Regions from separate parts of the Siniperca chuatsi genome. Here region 2 is linked to region 1. The links are chromatin contacts, called in public Hi-C maps. All regions are on one chromosome and are shown on one strand. The core of a region is the stretch at or near the end of the contact, and the rest is flanking DNA. Distances in the headings are between cores, read along the strand shown. Region 1 overlaps nme7 (nucleoside diphosphate kinase 7). Region 2 holds the start of zbtb11 (zinc finger and BTB domain-containing protein 11).

Region 1 (4,125 bases), core at 1,097-3,596:
GCACCCCCAGTACCTGCAGCCTCTGGTGGCCATTCAGTTTACCAACCTCACTTTCGATCAGGAGCTCCGCATTGAGTGCAAAGTATATGGAGCAAACATCGGCTACAGTGAGAAAGACCGCTACCAAGGACGTTTTGATGTTAAGTTCACAATCAGCTCGTGACCTCAGCCATGATGAGCACTCTCATTTTGAAACAAATAAAATGTAGAGCAATTAAAAGAGTTCAGATAAACACCACTAGTCTTTGAACATTCATAATATACAGGACCCATTCATAATATACAGGACCCATTCATAATATACAGGATCTACACTTAATCTGTGTGCTTTACATTAGCTTTTCTGTGTGTTTGTCGAGGGTTAGAATGTAAAATACAAGAGTAGCAATAGCAAATATTTATTCTACTGTACATGAAAATATTCCTTGAGCCATGGGATGTGTTCATCGATTACTGTAAAACTGCAATTCCACTACTGACGTGTAGCGAGCTGTGTTTCTGTCCCCAAAGTATTTCATCCTAATGTGGTTTCTATATATTTTTGGAGTGTCCAGTGCTGTAGTCCAGTCCTGTTGTAACCTCTTCTGTCAGCTTTAGTGGTCCAAGGTGTGTGTGCGTGCGCTCGTGTCTGTGTGCAGGTGTGTTAGTTTATGTGAGTGTGTGGAGTGTGTGTTACTGTGCTCTGACTAACTGAAATACTAGCTAATACTAAGGTACTCTGAACCTTTAAGGCCCCTATATGAGTAAATGACTGCGCTCCATGGAACCTTTTTTTTGTGTGTGTTTCTTTATCCAAGTTGTTGAAGTTGACTGTGGAAGGATACATTTGTACACCTTTTCTTTGTTGTTCACATTAGCTGTAGGATATGGTTTGATGACATTTCTGTTTGATACTCTTACATCTGACGATTCTTAATTCATAGTGTAGAGCTTTGTGGGTCCAGCCTAGAAGACTGTCACCTCCACGGAAACAGTGGCAACTCAGTGCTTTGAAATCTGTTTTGCTGGAGACATCACATGTCGTGATGCTACTTACTATTGAATGTTTTAGCCATATTCATGGTGGAAGAATTTTATATTTATGCAGTTGTACATTTTTTTCAAAGTTTAATGTATGAATCCAATACCAAAGTCGCTGGTCAAAAAGTTAAAGAATATCAGAGGCAATGCAGTATCCCGTGTAATAAGATGTGTAGTTGGTGTGAAAATACTTAATTCAATGTTACAGATCAAAACTGTCAAGAGTCTGCTCTTGTCACTTTATTTAATCTGCATAAGGCTGAAACAATAAAACAGAAAAATGAGACAACTGTGAAGTCTTTGAATATGTAGTTACATGTTTTCTCCTTTGCATTCACCCATCCAAAATCTTGAAGAAATACTGCACCTGTAAAAGGAATTGAAAATGAATTACAGTACCAACTGAATCAAACCTAAACATCAAAGTATCAGCCAGTCCTTCCTCTCTAATATTAGAAGCGTGACATTGTGAAAGTTCACAGAGTAAATTCTCCTCTGCACAAGCCCTTTCTTGGCCACTATGTCCCAGTCTTGGGAAAATGGCAGCTTAGTCAGTCACAGGCTAATGTTTAACAAGGAGGCATTTGTCCAGGCTACAGATCAGGAGTTTTCCTGAACAATGACGCTTGATGGGTCAGACCCACTCCCTGCAAAACAATGGTTTTGTTTCAAATTCCTCTGCCATTCTTGTTCTCCTCAAAACCAGAGTGAGCTAAGGTTGCCCCAGCCCACAGAGCAGAGTCATGAGACTCGTCTAAAGACATGGCTTCACAAAGTCGGGGGTTTTTGTTCTTGGCTAAATGCAAGGTAATTATTTATGCATGGACTGAGAGACAATGAGGAAACCTATTTTGAAGGATCCGTGGAACTACACAGATGAAATAATGTGGGTGTATTCTACGGTACACAGAGGGTACAATGTGCGTGTGACAGTGACACACCACCCACCTCCAGAACACTGTCTTCAGGGAGGTCTGTACAATGGACTGCGTTTTTCACTTTGTCTTTGCCATAAAGAGCACGCAGTGTGGTTGGACGAAGATGCCGGGAAATTTCCTGTTGAAATAAAAACATCTTGACTGTGATTCCTTCACTGATAAAACAAATCAGATTATTTTAGCATTCAACTCAGTATCGCAAACTTGGAACAAAAAAAAACAATGACATGAAAATATCAAATCTTGTGTGGATGATAGAGTGGAGTTTCGAAACTGAACATCCTGTACTGTAAGGCATGTACTAAGACAAAGTGATTACTCAGCAACTACACATGTGATCCTGTAGAGGAAGTGACAAAACACTGACACTCAGCAAACTTTTTTACACACTGAATAGTGGAATAAATTACCATTCCTTCCTATTTACATTTGAGGATAAAAGAAATGTTAACATAGCATAGTCTCAGTCTCTTGCTATAATACAGGTATTGTTGATACTTCTAGGCTTACTAGTAACACTTTCCATACCACTCCTTTCTATATAGTGCAGTTCTGAAACTAATCAAATACAATGTCCATACCTTTAAATATTTTCTCATCACTGTACACAACAAATACATTATGGAGACACTGAGTTCTCCTTTTCATTGCTTTTTTCTCCAGGCAGTAACTTTATCTTGAGTGTCGGTCTATTTCCTTTCAACATCAGACACTCCCAAGGTCACAGCGGGGCTCTCTTGCCCTTTGGTACTTGGTGCCTCCAGGAAATGCAACCCTCCCACAGGGTCTGCCATCAAGGGAGGGACAATATGTGAATAATTACTTCACCAAGATGACTATTAACTCTTCTTTCTTAAAGGAAAGCAACATTATACAACGTGTTGGGAAAAGCAAATTCTGTGATATTTTATGCTTTTAAAAAACAGCCTCACACAGGTATGTTTGATCTTGTTTGAGCAGTAAGGTCAACAACAAAGCGAATATACATAAAACTGATCAAAACTAACCACTGTAACTGAAAAGTCTCTTTGTTTTTTATCGGAGAATCAATAATATAACAAGTTACAAATGCATTCACATATGTAAAACACCACCTAAGGTTTGTTTTGTCTGTCTTACGGCAGGGAACCATTTCCTATGACAAGTTCTTTATCCTCCAGTGGTTTATAGAGCGCACACAAACGGCAGGAACAAGTTTCAAGGTCATAAATCAACCTACCCTTCTCCTCCAAGCCGTTCATTGTCTCAAATGAAACAAAAGCCTTGTGGAAAACGAGTCTCCTGGTTCAAATGATTCTACAACACGACATTGAATTGACTGAAAGAAAGAAATTGTTGCAAGGATCATGGGAACTGTGGGTCAGCGGGGTTCTATTTTAGCTCCTTTCCAAAGAGTGTTGCATTTTGAAGTTACACATTTGCTTAGGATGTTAAATTAGGAAAGTTATTATTAATTACCATCATTTATTAATATCAGTTGTGAAATAATCATTGTCAGTATAATACAGTATGTGTCAGTATGTTGTGGGTTTGTGTCTAAGGAAACTACAAACAGCAGCCTGTGCATAACTATCTGCAAAATAGCCCTGACCAGGCAGTAGCCAGTTCTTTATGTGTCCCATGCTACATGAGACTAAAGCCAAAGATGGCGAAGGGGCAATTAGGGGGAGATTTACTTCGTGATAAAAGAATTCTTTGCAAAGCACTGCTCTCTGTAATTGCATTAGTTACCCATGAGTGACCTGCAGTCAGAGTTTAATTTGATTTTAATGAGTCCCGTAGTTTGCTAGACTGATGTTCACGTAATGGCCGCTGGCTTTTGTGGACAGTAATGGCAGGGGCCAAACCTGGTGGTTACATGACCATCCAGAAAATCATCAAAAAAGTCTCACGCCTGATCCTTCTTGCACCGCTGACTGTCCAGCCATGCTGAAGTGAGGGAGCCTGTCACATGCATAAGGCTGCCAGTGTGGTCTATTCTACTGTGCAGCACATTTATGAGAATTTAGTTTAATGTAATATGCAATTTTTTAAATTTTTTTTAAAGTTCCAGTCACTACTATGATGAAGATTGTGCCAACCTTGCTCTTACCACTTACAAACATGCAAATACAGTATACACATACATTTACATGCTAGTGAAGGTGAACAACTGCTTTTTTTACTA
Region 2 (4,125 bases), core at 1,186-3,685, 48 kb before region 1:
CACAGTCATCGTCTCCCCCTCCAGTCCTTCTGCACTGCGTGAGATAAGAGTGACAGTCTCTCCTGGCTCAGCCTGTCCACTGTGAGTGATCAGAGTCACGGTTTCATTTTGTCCTGCCTCCCCATGATGCACTTTATCTCCCTCTACTGCTTCAGTGACAACTGTCTTCGGCTGCTGGATGAAGGCCTCTTCAGCAGGTGCAACAAACGCTAAGGGCTCGCCCGTTACAGCAACACCACTGTGGGTGACCACCGCCCTGCCATCACTCTGTATGGTGACCATGTAGGCGCCAGACTCATCCTTTAAGCCCTCCTGAGAAGCCGGCTGGCTCGACACCACGGTGTGCACATCGCCTCTCTGATACACCGTTAGCTTCTGCTCCTCCACCTGCTTATGCACAGACTCACATATCTGCAGCACCTCTGTCATCAGCAAATGCCGGGCTAGGTTAGCAATATCTGCCATTATGCAGAAATTAAACGTAAGCAAGGAAGTGTACGCAAAATCCAACAGCGGGAGGAAGCTGGCTTTGGTGAAACCTGGAGAGAGAAGAATGAAGGTTAAAACTGAGCAGCTGTGCAAAACACAGAAAACGTCAGAAACAAGGTCTCACCAGAGAGGTCGACCACAGCTTCATGTGTGGAGGCAGCCCCCTTCTCAAAAAAGAGCTCATTGAAGTATTCGCTGCATGCTGCCAGTACAGCTTTGTGTGCGCGGTACTCCTCTCCTTCGATCAGTAGAGTGATGTCACAGAATTGATTGCTGAGGCGCTGCTGGTTGAGTTTGTCCAACATGGTTTGGCTGTGTTTGGGCAGGAACTGATTCACCTCACCTTTGCTGTCCACCTGGAAATAGCACACACACACACACACACACAATACACACCAACAAACGACTCCATTAACAAAAGACTCAATTGCAGGAGAAGCAATATGATACCTTACACAAAAACAAATCTGTGAAACATACAAAGACCAGTTCGTGCTTGGCCATCGTCTTGGCCAACTTGGATCTCAGCTGACAAGTTGGGTCAGTGAGGAATAAACTATCATCTCCCTCTTCTTCCTCCTCTTCCTCGTCCTCCTCATCATTCACGTTGGCAGCCGCCTTGCGTCTCCCCGGCCGGGAGAACAGTCGAGGTCCAGAGCCGTCATCAGCACTCCGCCTGCTCTGACACTGAGCACACTCTCTGATGTGGTCTTTGACATTCTTCAGGATACCTGAAGGCGTCAAAAATAAAAGGACACGTCACTCACAGTGACAACGCCATCATTGTAAACTACTCCAATCAAAATTTGGGCTGCAGAACTAAATTATTTTCATTATCTGACAGTTATTTGCCCATCTTAATTGCCCAGGCCCAATGTGTTCACACTGCTTGTTTTGTCTGATTAACAGTCAAAATCCCAAATATATTACATTTTCTATCATAGAAGACTAAGAAAACGGGAAAACATTGACTGAAACCATGAATTTTTAGCATTTTTTCCTTAATTAGATATCAATATTTGCCCCTAGTACATTTTTTGTATTTATTTTCTCTTCCTGTGTGTAGAGATGTAGACTGTTTGAAAAGTCAGAGTGGTGCATGCACGTGCAATCAGATGGTTAGTCAAGTTATCCAATGTCATTTAGCAACTTCCCGTCCGTCTCGTGGTCTTTATACGTACTTAAATTAATTCTCAATACTGCGGATTAAACGGTCCAAGGACAAATACAGCTCTAACTAACCGCTAGATGGAGACAGAGAGTAACTCTGTATCGATGTGACGGGTGGCGTATTTTTTTTTATACAGGCTTATGTTTACACCGGTTCACCAGCTGATTTAATTATCTAACAGTGACTAACGTTATATCTACGTAGATACTGTGGCTTGGCTTCAGTATCTTACCTCTCCACCAGTAATTCTGAGAGATAGACTCCCAGGTGAGTTGCTGGTTGAGGTGCTCCCCTCCTTCAGTAATGTGCGCCTCGTTGATAAGTTCCTTCCTCCGGCCGTCCTGCAGCACCACCTCCAGCTCTGTGAAGTCATTCTGGCCCTTCAGTCGACGCTGATAAAACAAAGTCCCGTTCCGCACAACGTAGCAGGTAGCCGCTTTGCGTATTTTTCTTTTGGTATTGCCAGGCGTCCCCGGCGCATATGGCTCCCGTTCATCAGTCAGATAGCGTATGATGGCCAAGTAGCTTTCTTCGCACGACATGTCTCAGCTGACCCGCGTTTTCCACGCTGAATGATGAATTTATTTCGAAGAGGCGGGCCCTCTTCGGCTTATAAAAGTGTGATATAAATTTTATACGGCGCTCAGATAGTAGATAACGTGAAATAGAAATGCCACAACAACATTTCAAATTGTTTCCTAAGGTGGAACTGCAGTTTGTAACCGTCAGGGTAGACTTGCCCGAACAGACAAAATGGCTGCTGCACAACCGGAATTTGCGTAAGCAATGGCGGAAGCACGTCGTGAGCATTATCCGCCACAAGAGGGGGCAATGTGCAAACTTATGCCACCGTAGAAAGGCAACACTCTCATGGTCACTTTAGAATTTTTTCAAGTTATTTTTATAAGTAGGCTATCATTATTTGATTTTGTCCTTATTTCTGGCAGTTATGTTTCTCAGTTTTATTGTAATGAACTAAGGTAATGACAAAATGACATATACTATATATATCTCTGCAGTAGTAGTAGTAGTCCTTCATTTTTTACTCTGGAACTGTTGGTCTCAAGTTAGATTGACTCAACCAGATCTCCTATCCATTGTGGCAGTCCCATGTATGAGTTAAATAAAGAAATATTGCAGAATCTAAAGGTAAATTAATTTGGAGGCAGTCGTAGCGCTAAATTATACTCCAGTGGTTGAGTAAAAGTGTGTAACTACTCTTCCAGTAACATATTAACTGCATACTTGCATACATGGTACATGTTTGGAGACGGTGCAATTAAACCAGACTGATTCCAGTTCAAATGAGTCCTTTAATGGCTTAAGCATCCTGCCAATAATATACACATATAAGAAAGTGGGGGCACACTCCCGTGTGAGTCCCTTGAGTCAAAGGCAGGTTCATTTGAGTTGAAAGTTTTAAGGCAGCAGTTTATATTTCTGACTTCCACCTGGACCCCGAAATCATTTAGTCAGACTCTCCTTTTCACTGTCCAAGGTGAAATCCAAGGATGATCGAACATTTTCCATTGTTCCCCCCAGCTGTGGAACAGTTTACCTCTCACTGTCAGGTTTTCCCTCACTGTTGGCATTTTAAATCCTGTCTAAAGACCTATTTTTTACATTAGCTTTTCAGTCTACACAACCATTTGCTGCATTATTAAATAAAGCTGGGTTGATTGGCATTACATTAGTATCACTTGCTTTTTTTTTTTCAAGTGATCAAAATCGTGAGTCAAGTGAGATGAGGTTTTGATTCATTTCCTATATGAAAGTATTTTTTGTGTGTGATATTTGTCACTATGAAAGCAGGTTACTTGAAGAACACCCCACAGAGTTCATACATGGATACTCTTGCTTGTAGGCAACATTAAAGACCACATGTTCCCATATGTCCATAGAAACACATGAAATCAGCTTTTCAGCTCTAATATTTGGCACTGAAGAGATCAGGCCTAGTTTTGCATAATTAGCTTGACAGAAGTGTCGATAAGCTAACCCTCTCAATGGTGGAGATAAGTCATATATCTGTGTGTACTGTACACAACACATTCCACATTAGCTTCAGTTATGGGACAAGCATCCCGAGTGTCATTTATCACCTCCGCTCTTTAGATAAAAAGTCTTTCCAACAGGGCCAGCTCTCTGAGATTTGAAAGAAATGAGATAAAAGTTACATTTTCAAAAACAAAGCACAGTTTACGTTTTTTCATACATACAGGGTCTGATACAATACTGACGTCTGAGAGGAAATTCTCTTTTTGTTTTCATCCTCCACACCGAGGTCAGAGAGCAGAGACATGAAGAGAATGATACTCTCGTGGGTGGTGGGGATTTCTCAGTACAGGGGCATGAAACCAGCCTCTTAAAAGATGCTCCATCCTAACCACTTACTGATGTTTTGATTATTAATGATTACTGATTGTTTTCATTATCGATTAGTGTATCAAATATATTTTCAAATA

Evidence for each region. Hi-C and Micro-C count contacts between places; a contact is called where the count stands out from the background.
Region 2: a contact with region 1 is called in a Hi-C map of skeletal muscle, with 2.4 times the contacts expected there. The contact joins the promoter of zbtb11 here to the enhancer-like site in region 1. A contact is called at or near these places in 2 of 3 Hi-C or Micro-C datasets (liver and skeletal muscle).

What each region holds. Positions count from the first base shown.
Region 1 is chrLG6:25,296,367-25,300,491 of ASM2008510v1, reverse strand. It overlaps nme7 (nucleoside diphosphate kinase 7), which reads right to left. Exons shown (of 11, transcript XM_044199370.1): 10 at 1,969-2,076; 11 at 608-1,387. The coding sequence ends at 1,355. It overlaps atp1b1a (sodium/potassium-transporting ATPase subunit beta-1a), which reads left to right. Exons shown (of 6, transcript XM_044199380.1): 6 at 1-1,306. The coding sequence ends at 163. Among protein-coding and RNA genes, the nearest start is that of atp1b1a, 10 kb to the left of the region's middle. Within about 2 kb of position 2,346, the one cell type or tissue checked has an H3K27ac peak away from gene starts, as active enhancers do. A contact at or near this core is called in liver, where this site is marked.
Region 2 is chrLG6:25,344,645-25,348,769 of ASM2008510v1, reverse strand. zbtb11 (zinc finger and BTB domain-containing protein 11) reads right to left here and starts at 2,435. Exons shown (of 10, transcript XM_044199383.1): 1 at 1,893-2,435; 2 at 970-1,220; 3 at 614-845; 4 at 1-539. The coding sequence starts at 2,202.